Linked DNA regions of Mus musculus: region 1 is linked to region 2. Evidence: chromatin contacts called from public capture Hi-C data. All regions are on one chromosome and are shown on one strand. Each heading gives the region's core, a stretch centred on a gene start, on an enhancer-like site or on the middle of the called end of the contact. The rest is flanking DNA. Distances are from core to core; before and after follow the strand shown. Region 1 holds the start of Rnf215 (ring finger protein 215). Region 2 holds the start of Selenom (selenoprotein M).

Region 1 (3,518 bases), core at 997-3,496, 620 kb before region 2:
ATGTATGTAGGGCTGTCCTAGGATCCATTGGGCCTACCTGCTCCTGGGCCTGAGCACCTCCCAGGCACACCAAGTCCTGCCAGCCTCCGTAGCCATCCTTGGAGAGACCACAGGTGGTCCACAATGTCAGCTTCCACTCGATGTTGGCTGAAAGGGACTCTCCACTGCTGATCTCAGCAGTAGCCTGGGTCCTCCTGAGAGGAGAGTCATGGGTGGGAAGCAGACAGAAGGCCTTTGGGAAGGGAGGCCTACACTCATCCTCTTGCAGTGGATACACAAGGACACTGTTGCCATAGGCCTTCTGATTTGGCTCCCAGACTTTTCCTGGCTGCTCTTTGCCCGTGTTTTTACGCAGCCAGACCAAGGAATAGCCTGTCAGCCAGGCATCCAGCTTCCTCATGCTGGACTAGTCCCCTCTGCCCATAGGGCAGCTCTTTTCCCAGATCTTGCCTCTCCTTCCCATGCCATCCCCCAGTTTCAACCTTAGGAGTTTAAGGGCCAACAGGTAAGGGCCTTCTTCAGAGATAGTCTCCTCCCCTAGAGCCCATCGAAAAGCAAGAGACCCACAGCACTCAGGCATCAGACCACCCAGAACAAACGGAACTCACTGCAGAAGGGCCTCCAACAGCTTGGTGACATTGGAGGAGTAATGGAGAACAATCACTGGCCTCAGCAGAAGCTGGGATACATCCAGCTGCAGGAGACAGGCAGGGTCAGCAGGCTTCCGGCCCCTGTCCCCTCACCTGCTCACCCTCACAGTCCAAGCCAGGTTACCTCTCGGACCACACTGTGGTTTAAGATGAGGAGAAGCAGGGCAGAGGCTCCCAGGAAAAGGGCTCGACGCATCTGCAAGGGAAGACGGAAGGTGGGAGGCTGTCACACACCTGCCTTACCCACGGCCCCAGCTCTCAGGAGCCCGACATCTGGATAGACTAGCTATAAGCTCCCTGAAGTCAAGCCAAAGCTAAGGGATGGTTTTGGAGGCCGAAGAGATAATGACAGCCAAAGGCAACACACGATGGTTGTGGACTAAGGCAATATTTAGTTATGGAACATAGATCACAACATTTTATAGATGCTAACTTTCCTACACCATAGTTACATAAAGAATATTCTTGATTTTAAGAAATTTGTACATTATCATGTGTGTGAGAAACTTATGCTCCTTTCATTCTGTAGGATCCAAAATTCTTTTCATTGGCCCTAGTCCTAGCAAAGCAGCTCTCCACCCTTGCCAGCTCCTATCACCAGAGCAGGTCCACTTTCCCCAGCAAGTCTCTCCACCTCCTCCCCATCACACTGCTTTGATGCTCCATACTGGTGTTTGCTGACCCACTCGGGCCCAGGGCTTCTCTGGAAAGGCTCCTCATAGGCCACCTGTTAGCCTGGCTCTAGCAGATGTTTCGAATGCATTTTCTTTCTCCCCTTCCCTCAAACACCCTTTGCACCTGCTGGACCAGAGCCTTGGGATATGCCTTCTGGCTACTGCCTTGATTCTCTTGGTGGAACTGGGCGACCTGCTCTTTGCCCACATATGCCACTGCAATCCAGCCATCTACGGGTATCTCTTGCTCAGCATCCACGACATCCATCTGTGTAACGAGGAGCCATGAAAAGAAGGAGGCAAGGGGAATAGAAGAGGCAGCCCGGGTCTGCCACAAAGCACGCAAGGTCAGGGTACGGGTACGGGAATGAGTGTGGAAGGGGCATGTGGCTGTCAGGTTTGCCAACTCCTGAAGGCTGGGAAGTAGTAGCATTCTGGGCTGTCAAGGGCTAGCTTCTGGATGAAGACAGCGGGGTCTATCCGAGGGTCATGGCAAGTTTAGGCGGGGCTGAGCTCACCAGCAGCAGGCGGCCACCCAGCAGAGGTTCCGGACCGTCTTCCGGACCGATTCTGACGCCCTCCAAAACCAAGGCGTCCTGCCGCGGCAGTTTCACATCCACTCGCACTGAGCGGGCTCCGCCCCGTCCCTCCCCGGTCGCCGGCTCGCTGCCGTCCGCCGCCGCTCCCGGGCCCATCAGGCCCAGCCACAAAGGCAGCAGAGGCAGCAGTAGCAGCAGCGGCGACGGCGGCGATGGGGGAGGGGGCGGCAACGAAGGCGACCTCAGCGCGGGGCGATCGGCAGAGCCCATGATCCGACCGGAGAGGTGGCGAGGCCGTAGTCTAAGGTCCCGGGGACCGGGAGAACAGAGTGAGCCAGGCCGCGCCGGACAGGGCGGGGCTCGGCACCGGGAGGGGCGGGGCCGCAGCCGGAGGGGGCGGTGCGGGGAGGGGGGGGCTGAGTTGGTGCTTGACAGCGAGAGCGCCTCCTGGTGGCTCCTGAGAAACCTAATGTAGGAGGCCTGAGGAGCTGCGATGGAGCAAATACCTTAGAGCCTTGGAGAGCTCACCAAGTTGTCTGTCAGTGGAGATAGGTGCGGTTGTCTCAGGATTGGAGAAATGTAGGGGCGAGGGAGGTATAAGGGTCTGGGCTGATTGACCTACGGTGTTGTCAAGGCTATGTCTCATCCTCCTCTGGGTCAGTGTTCTTTCATGGGATCAGCGAGCAGGCTGCAGAGAATCACAGAAAGCAGATGGGGAGACTGAGGCCATGGTTTTAAAGGAGCAGGGAGGAGGGCTGGGCACACGAAGCTGTACAAACCAGGCAGAGCCATAGTGGCACGGAGCACTGGGCTGTCCTCGCCTGTAAAATGGACTTGATCTAAACCTGCACTGCCTTGCTTCTAACATGATCGCCAGTGCTTACTGGAATGAGAAGGTTCCGCTTTTGTCCGAAAATTTGTCCTTCAGCCCAGAGGTTTGTGGTTGCTGGTAGCTGGCTCAATCTGAAACCTGAGCCTTTTACAAATTGTACCCTGATAAAAGGGCAAAGAGCTAATGAGCTGCAACACCCCCTCCCACTTTGTAATAAAATATTAAAATCTACAGAAAATAGAAACCTGGTTAGCCACCAGGATGCAATGACTAAAATATTCCCAGAAGGAGACAGAGATGTAGAGAAGAAGCTCGGCTGGCCTGCAAACAGGGAATTGACATAAAATCAGTCAGCACATATGTAAAATTGGTTGTCAGAGGAGGTATTGCACTTGGGGACCTGGGAGGAGGTGCTATGGCTTGCTCTTTGCTAAATCACAACAAAGTTAGGTACCACCGGGAAAAGACGTGAAATTGGACCCCTACTGCACCGTGCATAAGGAAAACCATGTGAATTAAAGACTCAAATACAACTTTAACATTTTAATAGAGAACACGATTTTGATGATTTCAAGTGCTTGAGAGCTGTTTGTTTGTTTTTTTGGTCTTGTTTTTTTTGTTTGTTTGTTTTTGTTTTTGTTTTTTTGTTTTTTCAAGACAGAGTTTCTCTGTGTAGCCCTGGCTGTCCTGGAGCTCACTTTGTAGACCAGGCTGACCTCCGACTCAGAAATTTTCCTGCCTCTGCCCCCCAAGTGCTGGGATTAAAGGTGTGCGCCACCACACCCGGCTTGTTTGTTTTTAATGACAGAAAAACTACATTATG
Region 2 (3,675 bases), core at 1,115-3,614:
CCAGCGCATTGATCTCGTCCCGGGTCATTTGGCTGAGTGGGATTCGCTAAGATGGAGAAAGGGCGGGATCAGCACTTAGCCACTGTCCTGGAGCCCACCCCCACCCCACCCCCCGCCAATGCCTCACCTCTAGTTCCTGGTAATTTCGGCTTAACAGCACGAGTTCGGGGTCTGCCCCAGGGAGGTGCTTCATCACCAGGTTGTGGCTGCAGGAGATGTTAAAGAGGTGGGAGGGGGAGCAGAGGCAGAGAGATGTGACCCCCCCCACCCTTTAGCTGATCACTTACAAGAAGCCTAGGTGGGGACCCAATCCTCATCACTGTGAGATTAGGGTTCAAAGAAATAAAGGGCCCTTCTCTCCACTAGTAAGCTCTCTTCCCTCCTTAATTCTAGACTTCCTCAGAATCCTCCGAAGAGTTAATATCAGCCTCTTTGGTAGACGAACATCATTTTCTATCTTTGAAAAATATCGAGGCTTCTCCCAGGTGCCTTCCCTATCCCCTCCCCCCACAACAGGAAAAGGATACTACAGTTGAATGTCCTCGGTGACAAAGGCCTTCACCTGGGGAGGAACCATAGCATTAGAGCACAGGGCCTCAGACCCTATAGACATGGACGATGAGGCCCAGTCAGGTCATATACCAAGACAGGTCCAGTCTCCTGCCTCACAGTACAGGGATTCCCACCAGGCCCCCAGTCAGTGACCAGTGCTCCTTATTCCCTAAGAGGGACTCCCTTCCTTCAAACTCACCTCCTTTAGGCGATTCAACTGTCATCCTCCACAGGTCTGGAGAGAGAGAGAAATGGGATAATAAACCAGGAGTCCTTCACAGGCTAGCTATACAGCCAAGACTATGCCGTCCTTTACACTGAATTGGGTCAGGCAGTGAGCGTAAAGAGAAGCATCAAGGTGTGGCAGTAAAGTCCTGTGAGCAAGAAGACCTCTGTACAGGTTGGGAAGCTCAGGCCTAGAGCCACAGGTAAAGAATGAGGGAGAGAAACCAGCCATGGGTCCCTGTCTGCATGTTATTGATAGCTGACCAATGCCCAGGAGACATGGGTTACGGCATTCTCCCTGTTGTCGGTAGAATTCTAACCCTGGCCTTTGGCCCTTGAGACGAAAGTCAGACTAGAAGGGAACAGCTCAGAACTACCCTAAGGGCCCTGTTAGAGGCACCTGCCATCTGGTCCCTACCCCACCCCATGCAGAGGCAGCCCTGCCAGCCACCTGTGGTTCAGCTTCAGGAACCATCTGGCTGATCTTCCCTAACTTGGGAGTATGGATGGTCCTTCTCTATTCCTGATGGGAGGCCGCAGCCCAACAGGAAGTCCAGACCTCCCTATTTCAGGCCTCCCTTACACTTCCTTTTGTTAATTTTTTTTTAAATTAAAAATAAACCAGCTAAGGCCCATGAAGAGTCTGCAAACATAGGAATCACTTAGGAAGACTCCAGGGGAGTCCTTTGGCCGGCAGGTGGTGGTGGTCCAGGGTGGCTGTGGACTGTTGGTATCTCATTTCCCTATCCTCTCCTCCAGCTCCAGCAGAGTACAGTGAGGGGAGGAGCTTAGGTCTTTTCTCCCCACCAGAAGAAAAGAGATTCTGGAATGCCAGGCACTAAGTCTGGGTGGGGGGAGAAATAATGGGGAAAGGTGAGGTTATCCTTAGAGAAGGTGGGTTCTAAGGGGCCAGTTTTCAAAAAATTATAGCCAGAGACCCACGGTAGGGCCAAGCCTGGAGCAGAGGCAAGGGTTCAGAGTGCCAGGCCACAAGGACGAGACTTCTTACTTCCACAGTAGATGCTGTTCATCATGCGGCTGGGAAATAAAAGGAATGATTCCCGGGCCGTGCAGGAGGGAAAGGGGGGGGGGGTGTTTCGGGAATTCTGGTATTCCTGAGGCCGGACTATATTCTTGGGATAAGGGGCAGCAAGGTTGTGGAACTGTCGTACTAAGGTTGGGAAAAGGCGCACTCACCTCCACCCGCCCCCTGGCCAGGCCTCGAAGACGGTTCCAATCCGGTCGGTAGTTGGTGGTGGAGGTGGCTGGAGCCACAAGGGCTGCAAGAAGCAGCAGCAGCGACGGCGGCGACAGTAGGATGCTCATCTGTGCCTGGCAGGAGACGTTCCGCAGGCTGCACCCAAACTCGGCCGCTGCGCCACGTCTGGCCCGCAAGCTGGCCCCGCCCAAGCCAAAAGCTCCGCCCAGCCATAAACCACGCCCCCAGAGCTAGAAACAGCCCCACTGACATCCCACCCAAATCGGGTGGTTGCCTCCCACTAACCCCCATCCCTGTCTCAGCTACTCTCTGGTCCTCCAGACTTCATGTTCCCAGTTCTCACAATCTCCATATTGCATTTGCCCACTAAGTGTGAAACGCTCCCGCAGGATGCCAGGAGACAGCACTACTTCGCGTCACCAGAGGGCGCAGGAGGTTCGCAGATGGACACAAGGATTTCTGGGTCAGAGAGTTAAGATAAGGAAGCAGGAACCTAGGAGATCTCCTTTATACGCTTTTGATGTCTTTGAACGAAATTCCGATCAAAGCTTCAATTCCCCAAAGCACACGTTGTAAGCGAGGACCATTACCTACGCCCCGCTCAAGAAAGCTCAGAGGGTAAAAGCGCTTGTTATGACAGCCTGACTCCTGAGTTTTATCCCTGAAACCTAAAAAAAAGTGAAAGAAAAACAGCAATTCCCACAAGTTGTGCTCTGTCCTCCACAGGCGTCCCCAACCGCTCACCATGGCATGTCCGTGCCTGTACAGGCACACGCGGTGCACACACACATATAATAATAATAATAAATATAAATTCTTACAAAGGAATACTACCTATCCTTTTTTACCTAGAAAAGGCTGGGAGGGTTAATATACACAATGCATCTCATTAGAACAGTATCTGGTCAGAGATGGTACACACCAATCTCCTACTGTCCTTGAACTCAAAGCAATACTCTTCACTCAACCTCCTGAGGGCAGGGTGATTAGGACAGACTCTGGCTGTGTTACCTTCCATTATTAGCTCTTCCCCTTCCTCATCACAACGGCCCCCTCCAGCAATGAACTCCGTTTTGCAGATTAGGAACTGTTTCAGAAATGTAAAATAGGCCAATTCATAGATCTGGATTTGAGCCCCAAACACCTCTGTGGATCATCTCCCTGGACCAAGGAGGAAACAGGTGGCACTCCATGTCCTCATGCCTTCAGCAGACACAGCAAGTACAATCAGTTTTTTGTCACCCTGGATTTAACCAGTCTCAAGTTGGAAATATTAGGAAGTAAAAACTGCCTCTGTACTGAACATGTACAGACTCTTTTCTTGTTGTTATTCCAACCAATAGAGCATTACAACTATTTATAGCATCTGTATTGTATTAGGTGTTATAAATTATCTAGAAATGATAGAAAGTACAAGATCAGGCCACACGGGCTTTAGGAAAATACTAAGCCATTTTATCTATGGATTTGAGCATCCTCATATTTCGAGTTTTGGTATGGAAGTGTGCCCTGGAACCAATCCCTGGCAGACAGCAAGAACACGCTGTGCCCTTTCCCACAGGATTCAGAGAACCTTGTCAACACTGAGCCAACGCTGCTTGTGATCCAAGGTATTTTTACCTTTCTGGGCTTATTCCACCACTTTTAAAATGCGCATTAAAAATGGGGCGGGGAGAACC

What was found. Capture Hi-C pulls out chosen DNA fragments and counts their contacts.
Region 1: a capture Hi-C map of macrophages shows a contact between it and region 2, with 5 times the contacts expected there. The contact joins the promoter of Rnf215 here to the promoter of Selenom in region 2. A contact is called at or near these places in 4 of 39 promoter capture datasets (the 3T3-L1 cell line, the C10 cell line, embryonic stem cells and 1 more) and 2 of 9 other capture datasets (embryonic stem cells and macrophages).

Annotation. Positions count from the first base shown.
Region 1 is chr11:4,133,888-4,137,405 of GRCm38.p6, reverse strand. Rnf215 (ring finger protein 215) reads right to left here and starts at 2,246. Exons shown (of 9, transcript NM_027859.3): 1 at 1,843-2,246; 2 at 1,449-1,592; 3 at 775-846; 4 at 609-694; 5 at 38-194. The coding sequence starts at 2,133.
Region 2 is chr11:3,513,373-3,517,047 of GRCm38.p6, reverse strand. It overlaps Selenom (selenoprotein M), which reads right to left and starts at 2,364. Exons shown (of 5, transcript NM_053267.3): 1 at 1,975-2,364; 2 at 752-787; 3 at 528-562; 4 at 128-206; 5 at 1-46. The coding sequence starts at 2,103.